2 separate regions of the Mus musculus genome follow, and region 2 is linked to region 1. A link is a contact called in public HiChIP or PLAC-seq data. All regions are on one chromosome and are shown on one strand. The core of a region is the stretch at or near the end of the contact, and the rest is flanking DNA. Distances in the headings are between cores, read along the strand shown. Region 1 holds the start of Slfn9 (schlafen 9). Region 2 holds the start of Gas2l2 (growth arrest-specific 2 like 2).

The links. HiChIP or PLAC-seq counts read pairs in DNA pulled down with a chosen protein or histone mark.
Region 2: an H3K4me3 HiChIP or PLAC-seq map of embryonic stem cells shows a contact between it and region 1, with 4 times the contacts expected there. The contact joins the promoter of Gas2l2 here to the promoter of Slfn9 in region 1. A contact is called at or near these places in 1 of 39 promoter capture datasets (erythroid cells) and 1 of 115 datasets of contacts at active chromatin or transcription factors (embryonic stem cells).

What each region holds. Positions count from the first base shown.
Region 1 is chr11:82,989,886-82,994,939 of GRCm38.p6, reverse strand. It overlaps Slfn9 (schlafen 9), which reads left to right and starts at 3,110. Exons shown (of 5, transcript NM_172796.2): 1 at 3,110-3,352.
Region 2 is chr11:83,427,549-83,432,602 of GRCm38.p6, reverse strand. Gas2l2 (growth arrest-specific 2 like 2) reads left to right here and starts at 3,082. Exons shown (of 6, transcript NM_001013759.2): 1 at 3,082-3,559. The coding sequence starts at 3,175.

The sequences.
Region 1 (5,054 bases), core at 1,861-4,360:
ACCAAGGCAACTTTTATAAAGAAATACATTTAATTGGGGCTGACCTACAGTTTCAGAGATTCAGTCCATTGTTGTCAGGGTGAGAAGCATGGCAATGTACAGGCAGGCATCATGCTGGAGGAGCAGAGAATTCTACATCCATATCAAGGGCTGCAGGACGAGACAGTGAGCCACTAGATGTGAATGAAATTCTGAGATGTCAAAGCCCACCCCCTACTGATGCACTTCCTCCAACAAGGCCACACCTACTCCAACAAGGCCACCGCTCCAATAATGCCACTGCCTAGGAGCCTATAGGGGCCATTGTTAGTCAAGCAAACACAGTAAATATATGCTTTTTGTTTCCATTTTGCTTAGTAGCAACTCTGAGCTCATACTACCTGGGTTTTTTGAGTTTTGTTTTGTTTTGTTTTGTTTTGTTGTTTTTTTATTTGGTTTTTCCAGACAGGGTTTCTCTGTACAGCCCTGGCTGTCCTGGAACTCACTTTGTAGACCAGGCTGGCCTCAAACTCAGAAATCTACCTGCCTCTGCCTCCCAAGTGCTGGGTTAAAAGGCGTGCACCACCACTGCCCGGCTACTACCGGGGTTTAACTTGTAAGAGCTGAGTTACATGCTGCTTCACGAATGATGCAGAACCGTTTCAATACTCTCACACTTTCCCTTCCTCCTTTTATCTTCTTATTTTTACAAAATCTTAAACATTTATCTTTAACCATGCATGTATTATGTATGCATGTATGTATGTGCGCATGTATGTAACAGTAACTATTTATGCCCACCCTTGCTCTGAATAAGGACACAGAGACTCATTGTATTTATTGTAAGCTTTGGGCACTGTAGCTGGGCAGATTCTCAGTTACGCTAACCCAACAACAATGGCCTACCCTAAATCTCACTGTAAGGGCCCAAAAATTGCTGAAGGAAGACCCCAGACTCAGCTAGGATGCAAGGGTTACCATTTTTTCCAAGTAGCAGCACCCACAGAAACATTCCTTATAACAGGACTGCTTCAGTGCTTCTGAGATAACAACAGACTTCTAAAACTTAGGGCCCATTCCAAGGGGTTACAGAAACCAAGGTGCAAAAATAGGAGCTAAGATATTGACTGAGTTTCTTAAAACTTCAAGGATGGTTTAGTTTTAAGCTAAAACTTCTCCATGACCCTACAAGCTAGTAACCAATGATGAAGTTAAGGCAGATCATTGCTCCTAGTGCATATGCAGGTAGGCATTCTCTGTTATAACCTCTTATTCAGTTTATGATCTGACTTATGTGCAGACCTGCAGAGAGTATTTTCACCAAGTGAACACTTGCTCTGAGAGTCTTCCAAGTACTGAGAACAAAAGGCAGAGATAAGTGCCCCACCCCCTTTCTCCCTGAGACTTCAATTTAGGGAAGAACAACTCCCTGCAGAGACTTTACCTAGCCTCCCTCTGTGTCAGGAGGTGGTGGAGAACAATGATTAGAAAATACTAAGACAGGATAATCTTCTAAATAATGACAATACCAAAGTTTTGCTGTAATCAGATCTCTGTCAGGATGGAAATTAGCATTTGCTTAACACAAGGATAGTCTCTATATGTGGTACACAAAAACTTCACTCCAACACAGGAGGTGTCTTAGTCAGGGTTTCTATTCCTGCATCATGACCAAGAAGCAAGTTGGGGAGGAAAGGGTTTATTCGGCTTACACTTCCATACTGCTGTTCCTCACCAAAGGAAGTCAGGACTGGAACTCAAGCAAGTCAGAAAGCAGGAGCTGATGCAGAGGCCATGGAGGGATGTTCTTTACTGGCTGGCTTTTCCTGGCTTGCTCAGCCTGCTCTCTTATAGAACCTAAGACTGCCAGCCCAGAGATGGTCCCACCCACAAGGGGCCTTTCCCCCTTGATCACTAATTGAGGAAATGCCTTACAGTTGGATCTCATGGAGGCATTTCCTCAACTGAAGTTCCTTTCTCTGTGATAACTCTAGCTGTGTCAAGTTGACACAAAACTAGCCAGTACAGGAGGGTACATGCATCTGAGAGCAAGTGTTCAACATGGCCAATGACATTGACTCCCTGGAACTGGAGTTACGGGGTCCCTGAGCCAAAGGTGGGTGTTGGGACTCAAACCCAGGTCAACCACAAGAGTGTGCTCAGAGTCTCTGAGCCATCTTCCCAGCCCCCGTAATTATCACAGTTTTGTATTTCTACATTTTATAAGCACCATAATATAGTTGTATCTTTATCTTTTCAGTAATTTTTGAACACTGAAAAAGATAAATTACCTTTTAATATTCACTTAATTACTCCTGTAGTACTGGTTTTATTCATGTGACTCTAAGTGTTACTCTGGTACAAATTTCCATCAGCCTTTAACATTTTTTGTGACAAAGGTCTCCTGGTGACCAAGCCCTTGCTGAATTGTTTTGTTTCACCAGAAAAGGACATCATTAGTTTCTATCCACTAGGTGAAGTGGTGTGTGTGTGTGTGTGTGTGTGTGTGTGTGTGTGTGTGTGTGTGTGTGTTGAATTCTAGGTTGACAGTGTGTATTGAATTCTAGGATGACAGTCTTTTTCATTCAACACTGTACAATCTGGAAAATTAGAATTTTAAAGAAAAAGGACTATGGTGGTAAGAAAATATACTGAAAGGGGAAGTTTGGAACCATGGAAAAACAGGTTTTTAACTAGAATACACATCCTGATGCAGTTAACGGTGTTAACCATGTGTAACAAGTGTACATGCAGTAGGAACACAGAACAGATGAAGATCTGCAAGTACCAGGGGTTAACAGTGGTTAGTTCTCAACTCTGAGCTCAGGAGGTGAGATCCTCACAAAAGCTTCACTCTCACTCTGCTTCCCCCAGACCAGCATGAATCTGAGCTCCTTCAACAGCCCTTCCACAGCAGGGAACCCCCTCAGGCTGAGAAGGCTGTAAGTTCTTGCTATAGGGAGGAAGCCGCCCACAGCCAAGGATGGGGGCTTATCTGGAAAAAGGGCAGCAAGACAGATTCATCAAAACCAGCAGTGAGCTCAGTCTGGCAGCATGCCTGCAGCCGGCCAGAAAATCCGAGCAGTTTCGTTTTCCCAAAAACAAGTAACCCAACCACTAGAAGAATTGAGCCAATTCGCTGTGACCACTGCTAGCCAAACCCATGCTAGACCCGGGGCTGCTCCTCTGAACCTCACAGACAGGCGACCAGTCCACAAATGAAACACCACCTGGCCACAGACCAGAAGATTCTGGGCCGGAGGCTGAGTTCGGGAAGGAAAGGGAGACTTACATTCCTGCCTGTTTCTAAATTCTGCTTTCCCAGCCGGCCAGGGAACAGCGATCAAAAGTCTTTTCTCACAAAATGAAAGTGGTGAGTGAGAGCCACAGAGCTGCGACCTTCAAGGGAGCCAGGGACAGAAGGGTGGCCCGGTGCCAGAGGAAAGGGCCTGGAGAAGAGCTTATCTCCTTTCGAACAAGTTTTATGCTGTCTTGTGTAATTCGTATGAATAGATTCCATAAATTAGTTGGTAAATAGGTACACTTGGGCCGGTGACAGAACACTGGGATATAGGAAGAGCTAGGAGGAAGGAGGAAGAAAGAAGTGGGGAGAAAGCAGATACCAAAAGAAACTAAAAACACCAAGAACAATCCGAACGCCCAATATGGCTAAGGTTCAGAATTATTAAAGTTTAGTTTATTAAGCACATATGAGTTTCAAGCTTCCCGGTATTTAGAAGGCTTCCTATTGGTCTCTGCCCGCGGGCGGGAGAGGGTGGGTGGAGAGTCAGGCAGTGAAAAGGAAAGGCGGGAATTCCACGCCACCTCCGCGCGCTCTGCGCTCTGGGATCCGGAGCGACCAGGACCTGGTGAGACCCTCAGCTCCCCTCCACCTTCCCCGAGGTCCAGCACACCAGAACTGGAACCTGAGCAGCCCAGAAGCCAGGGTGGCACCACTGTGTCTCTCCTGTCTGAAGACCCGGATATTTTCTCAGACTTGGCGACACGTTCCTTTAAAAGTAGGTGCTGAGGACTGGAGGGGCCTGGGAGTGAAAGGGGATGATTCCAGTGGGTGAGAGACTGACCAGCCCAGCACAGGAGAAGGGGGACCCAGATGGGTGAAGGGATGGGGGAGGGAGGCTGTCTCTGTCACTCTAGCTTGCTCTGGCTGGCAATCTCAACAGGAAGTCTCTGAGCTGGTAGAGCCTGTTACTCTTAGTAGGTGCAAGTTAGAGTACAAGCTTTAGGCCCCAAGGTACAGCTTGAAATGACAATGTTGAAAGGGATTCTGTAGATGCCACTGAGCGACCCCTCTCTCTCTAAGATACTGTCTTTAACTGAGCAAGGAGCCAAGAGGCAGAAATATAATTGCTACTATCTAACCCAGGGTTTATAATCCAGAAGCTATGGAAAAGAGCCTAAAATCCGGGGATTTCAGTTTCCCAACTAGCACACCTTCTAAAGCCTGTTTCCTTTCTGTCCTGATTCCGCCTAAGATGGCCAGTCCCAATTTGTTTTGCCCAGTATACTGCCCCAGCCCTTCTAGTGCCTTGTGTGTTCCACTCTTACTTTCTACACACAGTCATCAGAGGCCTAATCTTCCACCGACTGTTTATATGGTTGTGTAAGGGAGACAGGATCACCTTTCTGCAGGTCTCAGGGAATGGTGCCATTACTATAGACCAGTTGTCCCACAAGCCCCTACAATCCTTCAACATTGGCAAACATCCTCTAGTTCAGCCTTATTCTGGGTCACATGACAGTTTTAGGATTTTACTCCCTAAAAAAAACTCAATTATATAGGTCTGGAGAGATGGCTCAGCGTTAAGAACACTTCTTGTCCCTGCACAAGACCCAGGTTCAATTCCCAGCACCCATATGGCAGTGAGCAACTCTCATAACTTTGGTCCTAGGGGATCTGATGCCCTTTTCTGACCAGGCACCAGGCAGGAGGTATACAGGCATATAGGCAAGCAAAATACTCATAAACCACTGAGCCGTCTCTCTGGGTCTGTTGTCTTTAATTTTTATGCAAATACTATCATAAGGTAATGCCTTGCTAGAAGATTGTTTTT
Region 2 (5,054 bases), core at 1,833-4,332, 440 kb before region 1:
GTTTTAGACCAATCCTATAAACTCTGCAGGAGCAACATGGAATGTGGCTACTTGTCATCGCCTGGGCTAAGCTACCATTGCCATCCTTAGATGGTGTTGGTATTCCAAATGTTGTCCAGTTATTCCTGTGGTCCTGCAGTCCCTCCACACAGCTGCCTGAGTAAGGGCATGACCCTGCCCTCAGCTCTACAGTATACTTCCCATTTCACTAGGAGAAAGGCATCCCCCTGCCAGGCCTGGCTGACTTGGGGCCTCATTTTTTTTCTCAGTCTCATGTCTGTCCTATCTTTACTGTTTTTTTTCTTTCAAATTTTATTTATTTAATGTGCTTGCTGCTATACCATGTTCTGTATAACGTGCATTCTTGGCCTGTTGCCCATGGAGGCCAGAAGAGGGTGTTGGATCCCCTGCAGCTAGAGTTACAGACAGCTGTGGGTGCTGGGAGTCAAACCCAGATCCTCTGGAAGAGCAGCCAGAGAGCTCTCAACCTCTGAGACATCCCTCAACCTTCTTCCTCCTCTTCCTCCTCCTCCTCTTCCTCTTCTTCCTCCTCTTCTTCTCTCTCTCTTTTTAAAGATTTATTTATTTGTTTTTCTATCTATCTATTTATTTACGTGAGTACACTGTAGCTGTGCAAATGGCTGTGAGCCTTCATATTAGTTGTTGGGACTTGACATTTTTTTTAGGACCTCTGCTTGCTCCAGTCAACCCTGTTCTGGTTGGCTCTGCTCGCTCAGTCCCTGCTTGCTCTGGCTCAAAGATTTATTTATTATTATACATAAGTACACTGTAGCTGACTTCAGACACACCAGAAGAAGGCGTCAGATCTCATTACGGGTGGTTGTGAGTCACCATGTGGTTTCTGGGATTTGAACTCAGGACCTTCAGAAGAGCAGTCAGTGCTCTTACCCGCTGAGCCATCTCACCAGCCCCTCCTCTTCTTCTCTTAAGAAAGGTTTGTTTTTATTTTATCTCTATGAGTGTTTGCCTACATCTGTGTGTGTGTGCCATTTGCATGCCTGGTGCTAGCAGAGGCCAGAAAAGGGTGCCTGACCCCCTGAAACTGCAGCGGCTGTGAGCAGCCACGTGCATTCTGGGACTTGAACCCAAGTCTTCTGCAAGAGCAGCCTATGTTCTTCAATGCTGAGCAGTCTCTCCACTCCTCCTCACTTATTCTTTTAACTTGTGTGTATATGTGTGTCTGTGTGCCATGGGTGTGCAGGTGCCCATGGAGGCTAGAAGAGGGCATCATGTCCCCTGGGGCAGGCGGCACAGATAATTATTATGTGAGTCCAGGGAGCCAAGCCCAGGCCCTCTGGAGAAGCAGCAATCCCTCCTAACTGCCGAGAACCATCTCTCCAGCCCCCTCCTTTTGGGATTCTTTCTTTCTTTCTTTTTTTTAGCACAGCTATTCTTAGAACATACCAAGCATGCTCCTGCCTCCAAGCCTCAGCACTGGTGGCTTTTCTTCCTCATGAGGGGTCATGTCCTCACTCCCTCAGGTCTCTGTCCAGGTGACACCTTGTCACCAAGGCTTTCCTTTATAGATGGTGTCACCTCCTCTAAAGCCACCGTTCTCGTCTCCTGTATCCCCCTGGTATTTATCACTGCCTGATTGACTACACATTTATTCTGTTGTTATTTGTTTTGTCTTGATTATTGAGGCAGAGTCTTACCATGCATGCCAATCTGGACTTGAGTTTGCTATGTAGGCTGGCCTTGAACCCTCAATCCTCCTGCCTCAACTTCCCAGTTACTGAGATTATGGGGGTGTGCCAGCATTCTGAACCAGACTTCTTTGTTCATCTACCACCCATCACCCAGTAACATACATGTAACATATATGTAGCCTCCATGAGTTCAGGCAGTGATGGTTTTGTTTGTTGCTGTATTCTAAGCTCCATGATAGCATCTGGTACATAGTAGAGGCTTAAGAACTCTTTGTTAGCCAGGCGATGGTGGGGTGTGCCTTTAATTTCATCACTTTGGAGGCAGAGGTGATCAGATCTCTGAGTTCGAGGCCAGCCTGGTCTACAGAGTGAGTTCCAGGACAGCCAGGGCTACACAGAGAAACACTGTCCCCCCCAACCCAAAAAAAAAAAAAAACAAAAAAACAAACAAACAGACAAACAAAAAAACATAGAAGGAGGGAAAAAAGGAGGAGGAGGAGAGAGGAAAAGAGAGAAGAAATCGTTGTTGAATGAATGCATTGCTGTGACCATGGGGTGAGCTTGTTCTAGAAGAATCACACGGATGAATCAAGTTCTCCAGAGCAGATGGGAATCACGGTGTTCAGACAGGGTTGCTGGGAGAGCCCGTGAGAGCCGGGGTTCACCCAGGCTGGGTATTCTGATGTTTTCACACACACATACACACACTATTCCCTTGTTCCTTACCCTAGAAGGACAGACATTGTCCTTCCCATTTGACAGTTGACAAACTAGGCACAGAGAGATCGGGGCTTGCATGCCACCTCCAGAGGAATATAGGGCAAAACTCCCGTCTTTGGGCTCTATTGCTGTGTCTCTTCCGCGCTCACTCATTTCCAGGGCTCGCCCATCCTTAAGCCCCAGCCCCGGAACGTCTCCCTCAGCTTCCCCTCAAGTCCCCCACAAGGAGTCAACTGAGAGAGAACCCAGTCCCACCCTCTCTGGCCGGCTCCCTGTGCTCAGGCACACAGGCTGCTGGAAGGAAGGAAGGGTTAACAAGGAGTGTTTGTAGCAGCGGCGTCTCCAAGGAGAGGAAGGAAAGCTGAGCAGAGCAGAGCAGCGGGCCAGAGCCTACTTGCTTGTTCTGGCTCCCTGGACGGTGACGGTGATGGTGGCGGTCCGGAGGCAGTAGATGACCTGCCCTGGGAAGAGAGGAGTACCCTCAACTTTCACCAGTCCCAGAAGCGCTGAACTCTGGGACTAGGCAGCTGAGAGTGAGGTCGCTGCAAGCCACCAAAGAAAAGTTCAGGCAGGGATTGAGGAATGTGGGCAGTGGGGGCTGGGCCTGGCCCAGAGGCTGAAGCCCATAGCAAGCCGCAGAGCCCCTGGGCTCTCAGAGGGTAGAGGGGGACCCATTGAATCAAGGAGAACTGGGCCAGGACCTTGACTAGCAGGTAGCAGAAGTAAAGAGACAACAGTGGGGGGACAGGAGGTTGTTACTTCCTCCCACACTTGAGTTCCAGTCATGTCTCAGCATGTGGGACATGGGAGGAGACCCAGGACCCCAGGACCTCCTGTGCGCAGCATCCGGCCCTTCAAGTCCAGCGAGCAGTACCTGGAGGCCATGAAGGAAGACCTGGCTGAGTGGCTTCGGGATCTGTACGGGCTGGACATCGATGCAGACAACTTCCTGCGGGTGCTGGAGACTGGCCTGGTGTTGTGCCGGCATGCCAACACTGTCACGGAGGCTGCTCTGGCCTTCCTGGCTGAGGCACCTGAGCGAGCTCAAAAGATTCCCATGCCCCAGGCTGGAGTTTTCTGCAATGGGGCTGCTCAGCCGGGTACCTTCCAGGCCAGGGACAACATCTCCAACTTCATCCAGTGGTGTCGCAAGGAGATGGGGATCCAAGGTAACGCAACGATCTCAGACCTTTATATTACAGGGGCACGAATCACTCAGAGGCTTAAGCTAAGTTAGACCTGGGGGACAGGAGTTGAGGTATTGTAGATTTTCCGTGCAGTAGCTTAGAGAAGCATCAGGTTCTCCACCTCACAGTAAATCCTTAGTAAATACACACTGATGACCAGTAGATATCCACCAATGATGAAATCCATGCATTGCCTCTTCTGTTTCCAGTGCATGCTAGGTTCTTAGAACTGAGGAGAATAGGGCCCGAGGGCCCAGGAATGCATGGTCTAGGAAGGCAGACAGCTAAGTAGATTAAGAGATTACAGCCCAGGGAGATGTGTGTTTCAAAGGTATACAATATACAATATGGGATCTAGAATGACAATGATCAGTCTGATGACACAGTAGTGGGCACCAGCAAGGGCAACAAGAGGGAGGAGATTTGAACCAAAGAGAGAAGTTTGGGAGAGGAGATTAATTAGTCAGGGAGCAGTGGCAAAGCACAAGGTAGGTGGATAACTGGGATGGGCTGGCCATCGAGCAGGAAGGACCGAAACAGTGGTTCTCGACCTTCCTAATGCTGAGACCCTTTAATACAGATCCTCATCTTGTGGTGACCCCCAACCATAAACTTATTTTCACTACTATTTCATAGCTGTAATTTTGCTGTTGTTATAAATTATAATGTACATATCTGATATGCAGGATATCTGATAGGTGACCTTCCAGGGGTTGTGACCCACAGGTTGACTTGACTAAAAGGATGGGAAGGAAGCTCAAGGCGGGAGGTCTATAGGGAAAGGCATAGTCCTGCAGGGACTCTCAGGGCTCAGAGAGTGACAGCTTTTGGCCTTGAACCCAGGAATGGGATTAGGTGTGATTGCACAATTCTCCAGGCCAAAAGTAAGTGGGAGGAGACAGGGAAAGGGTCAAGTTTGGACTCCGGGCTGGTAGAAGGAGGCAAGGGGCTGGATCAAAGGTTAATCAAAGCTAAGGATGTAGCTTATGTTACAGCTTATGTACGGCCTTGGGTTCCATTCCCAGGACCATACCCACAAACAACTGCTGCTTTCAGTTGAGATAGACCACACCCACATTTTTCAGATGAACACCGGAGCTCTGGAACTAGCTTGGGGGTCACATAGCCACAGGAGATTCCTGGACTGAGCCCTATAGGGTCAGGTAGTCAAAGTCTATAGTCAAGCTAGCCTGGTTATCTAGAGCTAAGTTTAGGGTGTCCGGAAGATGGCTAACAGAGAAACTGCTTTCTGCTCCTGGGATCTTCTCATTGGTTAAGTGGATCACGGGAGGGAGAGCGGGATAAGGAGCGGTTTCCTTTGGTCCTAGGATCAGCTAGGCTCCAAATACTCACCTGCTCCTGCAGTTAGCCTGGCTGCCTTGTGTGGATCCCTTCCTTCTAAGAGCTTCCTCAACCTGAGATGCTGAGACCCGAGCCGCCCTCCTGTGCCCGCTACCCCTGCCTTGGGATGGGTTCC